Regions from separate parts of the Sus scrofa genome. Here all the other regions are linked to region 3. A link is a contact called in public Hi-C and HiChIP or PLAC-seq data. All regions are on one chromosome and are shown on one strand. The core of a region is the stretch at or near the end of the contact, and the rest is flanking DNA. Distances in the headings are between cores, read along the strand shown. Region 1 overlaps CHCHD3 (coiled-coil-helix-coiled-coil-helix domain containing 3). Region 2 overlaps CHCHD3 (coiled-coil-helix-coiled-coil-helix domain containing 3). Region 3 has its middle 110 kb from the start of PLXNA4.

Region 1 (3,822 bases), core at 1,174-3,673, 180 kb before region 3:
GGTGCCCCTGCTCACTAAATATATAACTTTGGTCAAATCTAGTCTTTCTCTGTCTCCTCATCATTCAGTCAAACATAGGCACCTCAGGTGGTCTTTTGAGAATTCAAAGAGAGACGTGAAAGTGCTTTGTAAGCTGTGATTGCTGTAATCATATTAAGTCCCTATAGTTAACTGTCCTGTAGTCACTTTTGAGAATTTAGCAAGGATTGGCACAGATTCCACAGTTGCATGTGAGAAGCCAAGAGCTGTTCTGAGTGATCTCTCTCCCTGGCGTGTACTTTTCATAAACATCTCATGCTCCCCAGGGTAGATTCCTGCCCTCTCTGGTCATGCGCCTATTCCAAGAGTTTGGCGGAAGAATAGTTAGAAAAGTAGGGGAGACGATGGCATTGCAAAGAACAGGATTGAGTTCCTAAGTTTTGGTGTCCTCAGCAGCATAGGGGACCCAACTCTTCCCGGCAGTGGGGAGTCGAGTGGTAATGGTGGAAGGTTTGAGGATTATATATAGGTTGTGAAAGAGGATAGTAGAAGATAGGAAATAAGGACGTTGTGGTTAAAGAGGCGGGATCTCTCAAGTTTGAAATCTGTGCAGTAGAGCGTAGGCCGCAGTCCTGCAGCCTAGGGGTAGCTATGACAGTGAGTGGGTGATGGTTTTGAGGCTGGGTGTTTGGAAGAGGAAAGGAAAGCCATGATCAAGAGATGAAGTCCCGTCATGCCGGACAGCAGGGAGAGTCCTAGCAGAGCTGAGTGGAGGTGTGGATGCCCAGGTGGAAGCTGCAGCCTTTCAGAGAGCTTGCCTTGCATGAAGCTATAAGAAAAACAGTGCAGAAGTACAGTCTTCAGAATGACTACGAATCTGAGAATTGTTGTAAGCAGTGACCTTAGCCACTACTTATATTGGATATATTCACAAATTTGAGGACAGAATTCAGAGAACTGCTGCCCAGTCATAACCTTTTTTGGTATAAGTGTGCAGATCACAGTGCTTGAGCAGTTGGAATCATGTAAGAATGAATGAAAACAGGTACGCCTTAAAGTAAGGCACCTGTAAGATTGGGAACCAGCAGCATTGAAGTAATTTGAAAAGACATTGCCGTTGAGAACGAGGCTTCTTTAGTTTTACTGGAACTTGGATCTTGGTTCTAGAGCCTGGGGTCTAAGATTTTCCCCTAATCTCTTCCACTAAGAATGGAAACTGACGGGGCGAATGCGGCAATACTTTGGTCTTTCCACTGCTGAGTAATAAGAAGAATAATACCGTGTGTTTTTCTCTCTTTGTCTCCTCTGTTCCTCGCCTTATCGACACCATTGAATATATTTCTTAACAAGTTTGGTTCTTCCCCCACCCCCTCAGTAGTCCACGGAAGATGTCACAAACTCTGAAACCGAAGTAAATTTTGGAGTCTGTGACTCTTAGAGGTCATCACTGCAGTCGTGGAAGAAGTGACTGCTAAGAGCCTGACGTAGAAGGAGAAGACAAAACATAAAAAGCAGGAACTGTATTGAAGTGCTCCAGTGATGAGTGTTCCTAACCATGGTCTTGATTTATCCGTAAAACAAAACCCCAAACTCGGAAGCACTTCACCACTTCGCATCCACTTGCCTATAAGGAAATAGGGAAATGAAATACTCTGAGGAAAGATTTCCCTTACAGATGGCCACAAATTTAATCAGAGATTTAGGATGCATGAAGGATTAAGCCTCGGTTATATGGAAAATGCACTTAGATGGAGCACTTGATTTCCCAGGGACGCCAGATAATTGAGTTACACCTAAAATCTTGACCCATTTAACGCTCATGCATACGCATCTAGTTTGTATGTGCTGAGAGGTGTTAAATGGTTTGAAAACTGTAATTAAATAGCTGAAATGGTGCTGCAAAATCACTATAAGCATTGCCTGATGTAGTATTTCAGCGTTAAGTGCTAAAATTTAATCCGAGTAGCTGTGACTAATCTAGTCTTTATTTGTAACACATTCAAATTAAGAGGTGTGTGTTCTTGTTCATGTACTTTCTCATTAGCACTAATATTGCTAATGCGAGTGACAAATGTGTCATGTTTTTGCCTATCACTTTCATCTTTTAGTTAGCTAGTTCCTTGGAGAAGGTAATTTTCCATGTGATACATCTGCGGAGCTCTGTGTTTTAGTTTCCTCAAAAGAGAGTATGTCCATAGGGGAAAATAACTTTGAACTAATCAGTTGAACGATAGATGAACTTATGATGACAATTAATGTAAATGGAATATCACACACACACAATGGTTCCTTTACATCTTTTAGGCTTTCCCCCCTCTGTTTATTATGAGATTTCAAGCGTTTTGCCCTAGACTTTTGGCTTTGATGCTTGAATAGCCCGTCTTCAGTTTCCTGTTTCTCAAATCCTCCTGTTTGTTCAAAGGACTCCTTAGTGTTTAAGAGAATGACTCAGCAGTTCTTAGTATTTAAAACCATGTAAAGCCATCTCCTTTTTGTGAGTACATATCTCTTCACGGGCTGATATGGTTGATTATTGTATTCTCTCACAAGCACCTTGGAAAATACTCTGTCTCCCCGCCCCCTGACCCCTCGCCCCCCTTTTTCCTTCTTTTTTCTTTTTTCGTGTGAGAGATCCAGAATGGGATCTGCTCAGGGACTGTCTATAGCTGCCTGACATCTGCACCTCCCCACGACGTGCTTTCTTTACACTCGCATTCCCATTGACAACCTCCGCCCCCGCCACACGCTCTGCATCCAGAGGGAATTGTGATTGTGTGCTGCTTGGCTTCTTGAAGCTCCACAGCGTGCTCACATGGACACACACACACACACTTCCTCCCATTCACACTCATTGACCCCCTCACACACCCCTTGGAACAGTGTCTGTGTGGTGCTCACAGCTCCACCTCCTTTGGGGGTTACTTTTCTCAGAGATGTGAGCTTTCTGCCTGGAGAGCCTTCTCCCAGGGACCCATTGGAAACACTTGTGTGAGAAGATTGGCAGGGCCCTGTCCCTCTGGCTGGAGGACAGCTTCCTGGCATTCCAGTGTCCAGTTGCCGTGCGGGTTTCCTCTGAAGAGTGGGCTGGGTCACCTAGGACCACGTCATGGAGATTGTCACGGCGGTGTAGGTCACCTCTGTTATGGATTCACTAAAAACTTGTCTGGGCTGGTTTGGGACTTAATATGTTAATTTCCCCAAACTAAATTCCAAATGATTGTTGGGAGCAGCTCATTTCCAAACTGTGTACTGTCTATATTTCTGACTCCACTGGTTGACTCAGGCTCTGGAAATAGCTGGAGCAAGTATGCAGTGTAGCAGAGAGGAAAAAATGTTGATGTTAGAATCAAGAAATGCGAGTGGATCCCTGCTCTTATTAATAGTTTTATATTCTTGAGCAAGTGATTTAACTTCCATGAGCCTTAGTATTTCTCCCCGTTAAATGGAGATGATTAATAGCCATGATACCTGTTTCACAGAATAATTGGGAACATTGTATGAGATAATGTACCTGCATGTGCATTTAAGTTGTTAGGAAGAGATGTAAGCAAAAGAGAATTATTTAACATTTAATAGGAAAAACAGAAAATAGTTGTATTTTGCAGGTCTCTAAAATACAAATTTTAAGTTGTTGAAGGGATTTTCTAGGATTTTTGGGTACTTCTGCCATCTTGTAACACCACTGATGTATTGTTTTTAAGAAATACAGATTTTTAAATGAATTAATTTCCTAATGGCAGTATGTTTGTAAATAAAACACCTTACAGTGATAAAGTACTTCGATAAGGCAGTAATCCTTTGACAGATGAAAGATCAGTCTCTTTATGTAACACAGTGCAGAAA
Region 2 (3,619 bases), core at 53-2,552, 130 kb before region 3:
AAAGCTCAGTTTCACTGCATTGTGGCTAAAAAATGTATGTACCTTTCAAAACTGGTGGACGTGAGCTGAATAGTAGGACTCAGGAGAAGAATTAAGAGGAGTGGAGATAGTACCTTCAGTCTTCATGGCCCTAGAACTTGAGGGAGATGCAAAGGAGGAAGTTAGGCTGAAACAAAAGAAGGCAATGGGCTTAGAATGTGAGTTGCAGCATCCAGGGCCCCTGTTCAGTGAAGTGTATTTGTTGTCTAAAATAATTTCATACGTAGACTATGGGGTTTCAAAGCTAGCTTTTGCTTCTTTTTGATTGAGACACCTTCCCTCCCCCCCCCCCTTTTTTTTTTTGATTGGACCAACTGCTTTATTGAAAGATGAGAGCAGAGCCCCTTCCCCCATGATCCTGGCAGCAATAGCCTCAAGTTCAGGCTCTGATCATCCCACTGTCCTGTAATCTGAGGGCAAGACCCCCAAAATTTGATTGGTTTAGAATAGAATGTTTAATAAGAAAGCAGGGAAAAATAAGAGATTATAAAGCCCAATTCAGTGCAGATATTTATGTGTTAAATGTTTTCATCTGTCTCTGTGTGTCATTGGACTGAGTGTTTCTTGAATATAGGGACTGTTTTCTCATTCTTTAAGCCGGTATCTACCAAATATGTCAGGCCCTGGTAGTGCCAGAGATACACTAATAAAGAAAATGAACCAAATGTCTGTCATTGTGGAGCTTAAATTCGGTTAAAACCCCGTTAACACATGGAATGGCAGATTGTGATACTATGGCAGACAGTAACACGGGGAAAAGGAGTCCCAGGTGTCGGTGTGGGGTCAGGTGGAGAGGGGTCGTCCACTAGGACCCTATTCGGAAAGAGGTCTGTAGCATTGGAGAAGCAAGCCAGCCGCAACCCTGAAGTAGGGTGTGCTTGGTATGTTTGAAAAAGCTAGAGAGGGTGTGAGCAGAGGAGTGTTCTAGCTGCTGTCTTGGGCAAGAGCTGAAGCAGGAGAGGCTTAGTAAGCGGTAATAGCAGTCATTCAGAAATGGGGTGCTGATGGCACGGCCCAGGGTACTAGCAGTGGAGGGAATGAAATGTGGTTGGGTATCTCAGAGGCAGAACTGACCAGATTGGCTGATGGTTTTGTACATGAGGGAAAGAACTCAAAGAAATTCTGAGTCTGTGGCTTTTATAGCTGGAAGCATGGATTTTTCCATAGGGGGAGACTGTTAATATATGGCTGTGTCTCAAGCAGTATCCCAGACTTACCATATCCTAGATCCTCCATCGCTTTGGCTGTGGCGTAGGCCGGCAGCTGTAGCTCCGAGAAAATTTGACCAAGAGGAAATAAACAAGGTCTTATTACCTAGTGACTGCAGCGCGGTAATTCCCTCCCAGGAGTTATTTTAATATCAAGTTGTGCTGCTTTTACATTGAAGTGAGAAATTCATAGTCATTCAAGCAGTTTAGAAGTGTTTTTGAGGCATTTATTCCTATGTTCATAATAGTCCTCACATTCCTTCTCTAGAAAGAAAACAAACCTTTTCTCTGTTTTATCAACTCTTTTGATGGTTATTTCATTAGCCTCTAGATTGCCTGCTTCTGGAACATCCATTGCCCTCCTATGTTCTCTAGGAAAATACGTAGTTTCCCCTAGTCTATTGGCCCTCTGGAAAGGAATGAGAGGCGGGACCAAGGCCCTGTTGTAACAAGGCAGAGTCCAGACTCTCCCAGGATCTTCTAGGACGAAGGACTCCTCCCTCCCCAGGACATCTCAGAGACCTGAGTTCTCTGGTGATTAGTGTGTCTTGCATGTCTAAGTTCTCATTTATGAACTTGAATTGATTTCACTCCACTGATTCTACTTTGCTCTTGGCATTCCTAAGAACCGTGTGGTTTGGCCCAGCCTGAAGAGCTATAAAAGCCCTGGTGGCTTGAGAAGCTAAGGGAGATCAGAGAGCGTAGTTGGATACTGTTACAATGTTCAGGTCAACAGAGTGGTGGGATATATATCGCTTTTACTTACAGGCTTCTCTGGATTTCAGCAGCTATTTGCATACGCACTGCAGTCAACCCCATACAATTAAGAAGGAGAGGGAGTTGTACAAGCTGAGCAAAAGAAAGCAATGCAAAGAGAATGGTGAAAAATAAATTGTCATTAGGAAGGGAAGTACTTTACTAGTTCGTCACCTGTGGAGAGAGTTACTAATTAAATTCTAAGGTGACGCTTACATCAAATGAGCAATTTTTAAAAGCCTTTTACTTGTAGTGGGTGGCCTATCTTCTATTGCGTCATAAAGTGTGGGGCTCATCTGGATGATTAATTGGCTTTTTTGATTGCTTGACTTCTTCTTTGTCAATACCTTTGTTTCTGTGTTCCTCTGTGCAAAGCTTGGGGGAAAATATGCCAACAGTGATAATAAAGAGAAATGACAACAGAACAGATTATTGCCAGCCCAGTGTTCTCCTTATGCAAAGAAATTATTATGCATTTTTACTGTAAGATGAAGTCTGTCATTGTAAAAATATTTCATTGAGTAGAGCTGGATCAGTCATTTCAAGGGATTAATACAGAATAGAATTCAGTTAGACCACTGACATCTGAAATCCTAAAACCTAAACAGTCCTTTTGGAGGGTAAGGAGATGATTGCTTAAACTCAATTTATGGGTTAAAAAAATCTGTTGATACTTTACCCCTCAAGTGCTTTCTAAACAGTTGTCAATGATTCTAGGTCATATTATTAGCTCATATACACTAAATTATGTGTATGTTTTGACTGTGCACTGTGATATAGCAAATTTAATGCCATAGTTAAAAGCATAACTTTGTGGTAGATATGCCTTGGTAACTAGCTTCCATTTGTCAACCTAGAGAAAGAGATTATTCCTTTGACACCTGGAAATTTTGTACAGGTTTCCTTATTCATCTTGAAATCAAGGAATTTTCTCCGGCTTCCGTTACTGATAGTTGCTGAAACAGGTCAGGTTCTCTGGTCCAGGAGTTTGGACATTGAAGGCAGTAGAAGCTGATGCCACTTGTTATCATAATGCCATTACAAATGACAGGTTTCAGTGAAGTGGTTTCAGCATGTATCTTGAGATGCTCTGAATTTTTTAAATCACTAACAAATAAATGATAGTTCAAATAAATGGACTTAGGTGTTAATTGTTAGGTAGAGAAAGTAATAAAGCCCAGGAGCCCCATATCCTTTGTTAATATAATTGAAATAGTCATCTGTACCGTAGGTTCAGAGGCAGCCCCTTTTCACTCTTGGCGACTCCCTAAAGAAAGTTTATTATTGCAAATATTCTAGAAGTTGCAAGCAGGGTGGGCTTTTTTCTATTTTGTGCTCGGGGGCAAAAGAAAATGATACAGTATAGTGGATGTGGGGGTCTTATCCTTAATTCACTCTTCAACAAGTCCTCCAAACACCTTGGCTTTTCTGTTAACCTCTCTGAATTTTCTAGTGGGAAATGTAGTTTGGGTAACCTTGAAATGCGTTTTTAATCTCACTTTAGGGATATGAGACTTTTTTCCTCCGGGATGAGCTGTGAAAAGTGCATGCTGTTCAAATTATCCCTTTAGCTGGAGCCAGTTTTTCTATGCCTAACTTTAGAGGAAAGATTTGCA
Region 3 (3,608 bases), core at 268-2,767:
TTAGATTTTTGAAGTTCCCCAGTGATTTCAATGAGAACAGGAGGTTGAAAACCACTGACAAAATGCCAAAGGGGAAGGAAAAAGAGTCCAGAACCCTTGCGGGTATGAGAGGGTAGAGGATGATGGCATTGCAGAGGGAGAAAGTTAAGGCATCTTTGGCAGTGCCCAAGAATTGGTTTCTTTTGTGGTTGACCAGCTGGTGAGAACAGTTTGTACCCACCACATGCAAAGGACTCTCATCTGTGGCTGATGAAGGGCATAGGATCACTTTTAAATTTCAAAATACACTGATTCCATTTCGTGATACAATCAGACTTATTTAGACCCAAAGTATTTACCAACTATTCCCCTGGTCTTTTTAATTAAGTTGAAAAGTTGAAATTAAGCAAATGTGGACCTGTCACTCTTTAAGTGTGGATAATTCTGTGCAGAGATGTGGCTGGATTTCAGCGGGGAGCTCCTGAAGTCAGGCTACAGGGGAAAAGAGTGAGCGTCTAGTCTAACGTCAGCGCCAGTAATAACGCGCTGGTCTTTGTGTGCAAAAGATCTTGGGACAATCCACTGCTGAGTATGTGTTGGAGGTATTTTCTGTCTGTGGGGATGTGCATGATGAGAGATCCATTTTCTAACGTCTCGGCTCCCATTTGCTACCCCTCTTACCCCAAGCTTTTGCAGACTGGTGTACCTGAGTGAGCCAAGAGAACAACGGCCTGCAGCTGTGTTCTCAACCCTGCTTCCCGGGACACTGACACCGTGACCTTGGTCTCACTAATCCATTTTCCATGACTCTTGACCAACAAATCAAACAGATCAAATTCGTAACTGTTGAGTCCTTTGGAAAGATACAGCACATTCCCTCACCCTATTCCTGCACCTGACAGGGCTCTTTTAAAAGCTGTCCTCATGTTTGTTTCTATTTCTGACTATCATGATCATTAAAGGAACCTGAAAATGCTCTTTGGTTGGAGTCCAAAGTCCAGACTTCAAGACTGAGCTCTACCGCCTGGTGGCTGTGAGCCACTTAGTCTACCAAGCATGTTTTCCCCTCTGTAGATGGAGGGTCCCTGCCTTACCTCTTTTCTGAGGTCCCTGTCTCCAGAGAAATGAGTGACCGTAACAGCCTGGTCTTGCTGATGTAGACTCTTGCCCCCATCACTGTATCTCCTCCTCTGGGCCTAATGCAGAAGCCATTCACCTGCCTTGGGTGTCTGCCTCCTTCCTTCTCACCATTGGGCCTTTCCTTCTTCCCGAATCCCATGGCACAAACCTCACATTTCCTCAGGAAGTCCTTCTTGATGAACCCATCCCACTTGTGTCATCCTGATGGTTTTTCTCCAATGCCAGAAGAAAATGGTGTGCTTTATAAGTTAAATGCCATTTTCTGGTATGTTTCTCTATAGATGTCTTGACTCTGTCCCGTGTCTTGATTTTGAGTCTTCAGATTCTAAGTTTGGAGAGTGTAGGGACTGAAGATTCCTCCCAGCTTTGCAGCACTGATCAGTGTGGAAGTTTTATCATTCATGCCAACTGCCAACCGCTTTCTACATCTGATTTGCATTTGTCGCTGATCTTCACAAAACAAGATCACCCTATAAACAATCAAGTTTATGATGTTTGTAGGTATTTTTCTACATTCGTAGCTTAGTCCTTCCCTTGTTAAAACAATTCTTGGCCACCAGATTCTTACAGATAATTGGTATTAGCCAGTGAGGGCAGGAGTGGAAACATCCATTTGAGCCTTTCATCAGCAGGAGCATGTCTTCGTCAGCACACTCCACCGAGATTTCGGCGTCACTAGCTTTCCTGCCTTCCCTTTCAAGTTGTTCCAGGCCCAGTGACATTCAGAGTGGTGAGTCATTGGCTAAATGTGGAGGCCGTCATTCTGCATGCACAACTGTGCGTGCCTGGGCGCCCTCCCGGCCCGCGATGGTGTGTGACTCTGACCTCGAGGAGGAGGGCATTCGGGAAATGATCCTCCTTGAGCTCGACAGTTGCATTTACCACGCCCTGATATTTTTAGAACCCCAACAGGGACAGGAGAACTCAGGCTAATGTTGTGCGTATTTTACATAATGAACCTACTCTGTGGACTTCTGCGGAACAGTAGAAATAACACCATTCTTTTTTTTAAGGTATTTTTGAAAATTTAAGGTAGCAAATATTTATTGACTACCTACTAAGCGACAGACATTGCATTGGCATCAGGGTTCCAATCACAAACAAGACAACAAAGCAGACTATCACCTGCCTTCATGGGACGTACGTTTCAGAGGACGCAATCGACCTGCAAGGAAAGGCATAGTCACATTCCTTTTTCTTTTCTTCATCTTTGAACGTTCATTCCAGCTCAAACTTTGAGTTTATCTCCAAGGCTACTTCTTAATTAAACCGGAAAGGGATATTTTCTGACTTAACAATTCTATTTTCAGTAAACAGATGCTCAAAAAGATCAGTAAACAGATTCTGCCCAGCACCTTCTGAGAGGAAGACACTAAATTTGCTTTGGAGAACCATTCTGTGTCTCCTGTTTTTTTTTTTTTTTTTTTCCTGTGGATCAGGTGGGCCTCCACGTGGGCTCCAGAAGTCCTACAGAGCACAGGGGAATGCTCCCAGACTCCATGGAAGGCCTGGAGCACCAGCAGAATCCTGTATCCTAAGGCCACAGTGATTGGCCTGTGCTTAACCAAAGTTTCTCCAAAACTTTTGTGCTTCAAAAGGAGCTTCACTATGCAGACAGAACACCTAAGACTTTTTCTAGAGTCCGCATTTAGTATTAGCCTACTTTAGAAGGTCTTGAGAGAGGACCACATTCCAAGAGCTCTTTTAGACACTGAGGCTGCGCAAGAAGTTTGAATCCAGCGTGTTCACCGCGAGCTGCCCCTGCTATTGAGGAAACGCTTTGATTTCTCATCAAGCCCCTGCCCACTCCCCGACTCTGGCCCCGGCTGGGCCGGTTTGGGCCGGTGGAGATGGGGAAAACAGCACCGTGCTTGGTGACTGGAGTCTTGCTCGTTCCCTAACTAGTGGCAAGAACTTGTCAAGCCGTAGTACCCCCCTGGACCTCAGGGAGGAAGCCAGTTGAAGTGAATCATCTTCAAGTTAATTTCTTTAAAGCGCCAAGGTTCTGCTGAGGGCGGTGAGATTATGTGACAATTTACAATTTTTTTCTTACTCTCCTAGTATTTCTGTTGATCTTGAGAAGTTGTAAGAAGAGAGGAACTATTCTGGGATAGCTCTCTGGATGTCTAAAAGATACATATGTAACAGATGATAAAAAGGAGTCAGAAACCAGAAAGTGCAAATGGGAAAAAAAGAGGAAAAAGGGATGCTCTTGTGTTTCCCTTTATAGTGTTGTTTTCCTGGTCTAACCATAGATTTCTGGTCATTCCCAAGGGGTCGAGGGTGGATGCTGGTGGCTATGGACAGAATGCCTTCAATGTCCCCAAATTTGGATATTGAAGCCCTATTGGGATGGTATTTGGAGTTGGGCTTTTGAGGAGGTGATTAAGTCATGAGAATGAAGTCCCCATGATGGGATTAATGTCCTTATAAGAAGAGAGCTGGCCCTTTCTCGCCCCGTCATTTGTTGATGAAATGAGAAGGTGACC

What was found. Hi-C and Micro-C count contacts between places; a contact is called where the count stands out from the background. HiChIP or PLAC-seq counts read pairs in DNA pulled down with a chosen protein or histone mark.
Region 1: a contact with region 3 is called in an H3K27ac HiChIP or PLAC-seq map of skeletal muscle, with 5 times the contacts expected there. The contact joins two enhancer-like sites. A contact is called at or near these places in 3 of 47 Hi-C or Micro-C datasets (psoas muscle and skeletal muscle) and 1 of 2 datasets of contacts at active chromatin or transcription factors (skeletal muscle).
Region 2: a contact with region 3 is called in a Hi-C map of skeletal muscle, with 6 times the contacts expected there. The contact joins two enhancer-like sites. A contact is called at or near these places in 1 of 47 Hi-C or Micro-C datasets (skeletal muscle) and 1 of 2 datasets of contacts at active chromatin or transcription factors (skeletal muscle).

Annotation. Positions count from the first base shown.
Region 1 is chr18:16,184,643-16,188,464 of Sscrofa11.1, forward strand. The region is part of intron 4 of CHCHD3 (coiled-coil-helix-coiled-coil-helix domain containing 3); the gene reads left to right. Among named protein-coding and RNA genes, the nearest start is that of CHCHD3, 130 kb to the left of the region's middle. Within about 2 kb of position 2,424, at least 11 of the 83 cell types and tissues checked have an H3K27ac peak or open chromatin away from gene starts, as enhancers often do. A contact at or near this core is called in skeletal muscle, where this site is marked.
Region 2 is chr18:16,236,144-16,239,762 of Sscrofa11.1, forward strand. All of the region lies in intron 5 of CHCHD3 (coiled-coil-helix-coiled-coil-helix domain containing 3), which reads left to right. Among named protein-coding and RNA genes, the nearest start is that of CHCHD3, 190 kb to the left of the region's middle. Within about 2 kb of position 1,303, at least 1 of the 83 cell types and tissues checked has an H3K27ac peak or open chromatin away from gene starts, as enhancers often do. A contact at or near this core is called in skeletal muscle, where this site is marked.
Region 3 is chr18:16,367,049-16,370,656 of Sscrofa11.1, forward strand. No RefSeq gene overlaps it. Among named protein-coding and RNA genes, the nearest start is that of PLXNA4, 110 kb to the right of the region's middle. Within about 2 kb of position 1,518, at least 6 of the 83 cell types and tissues checked have an H3K27ac peak or open chromatin away from gene starts, as enhancers often do. A contact at or near this core is called in skeletal muscle, where this site is marked.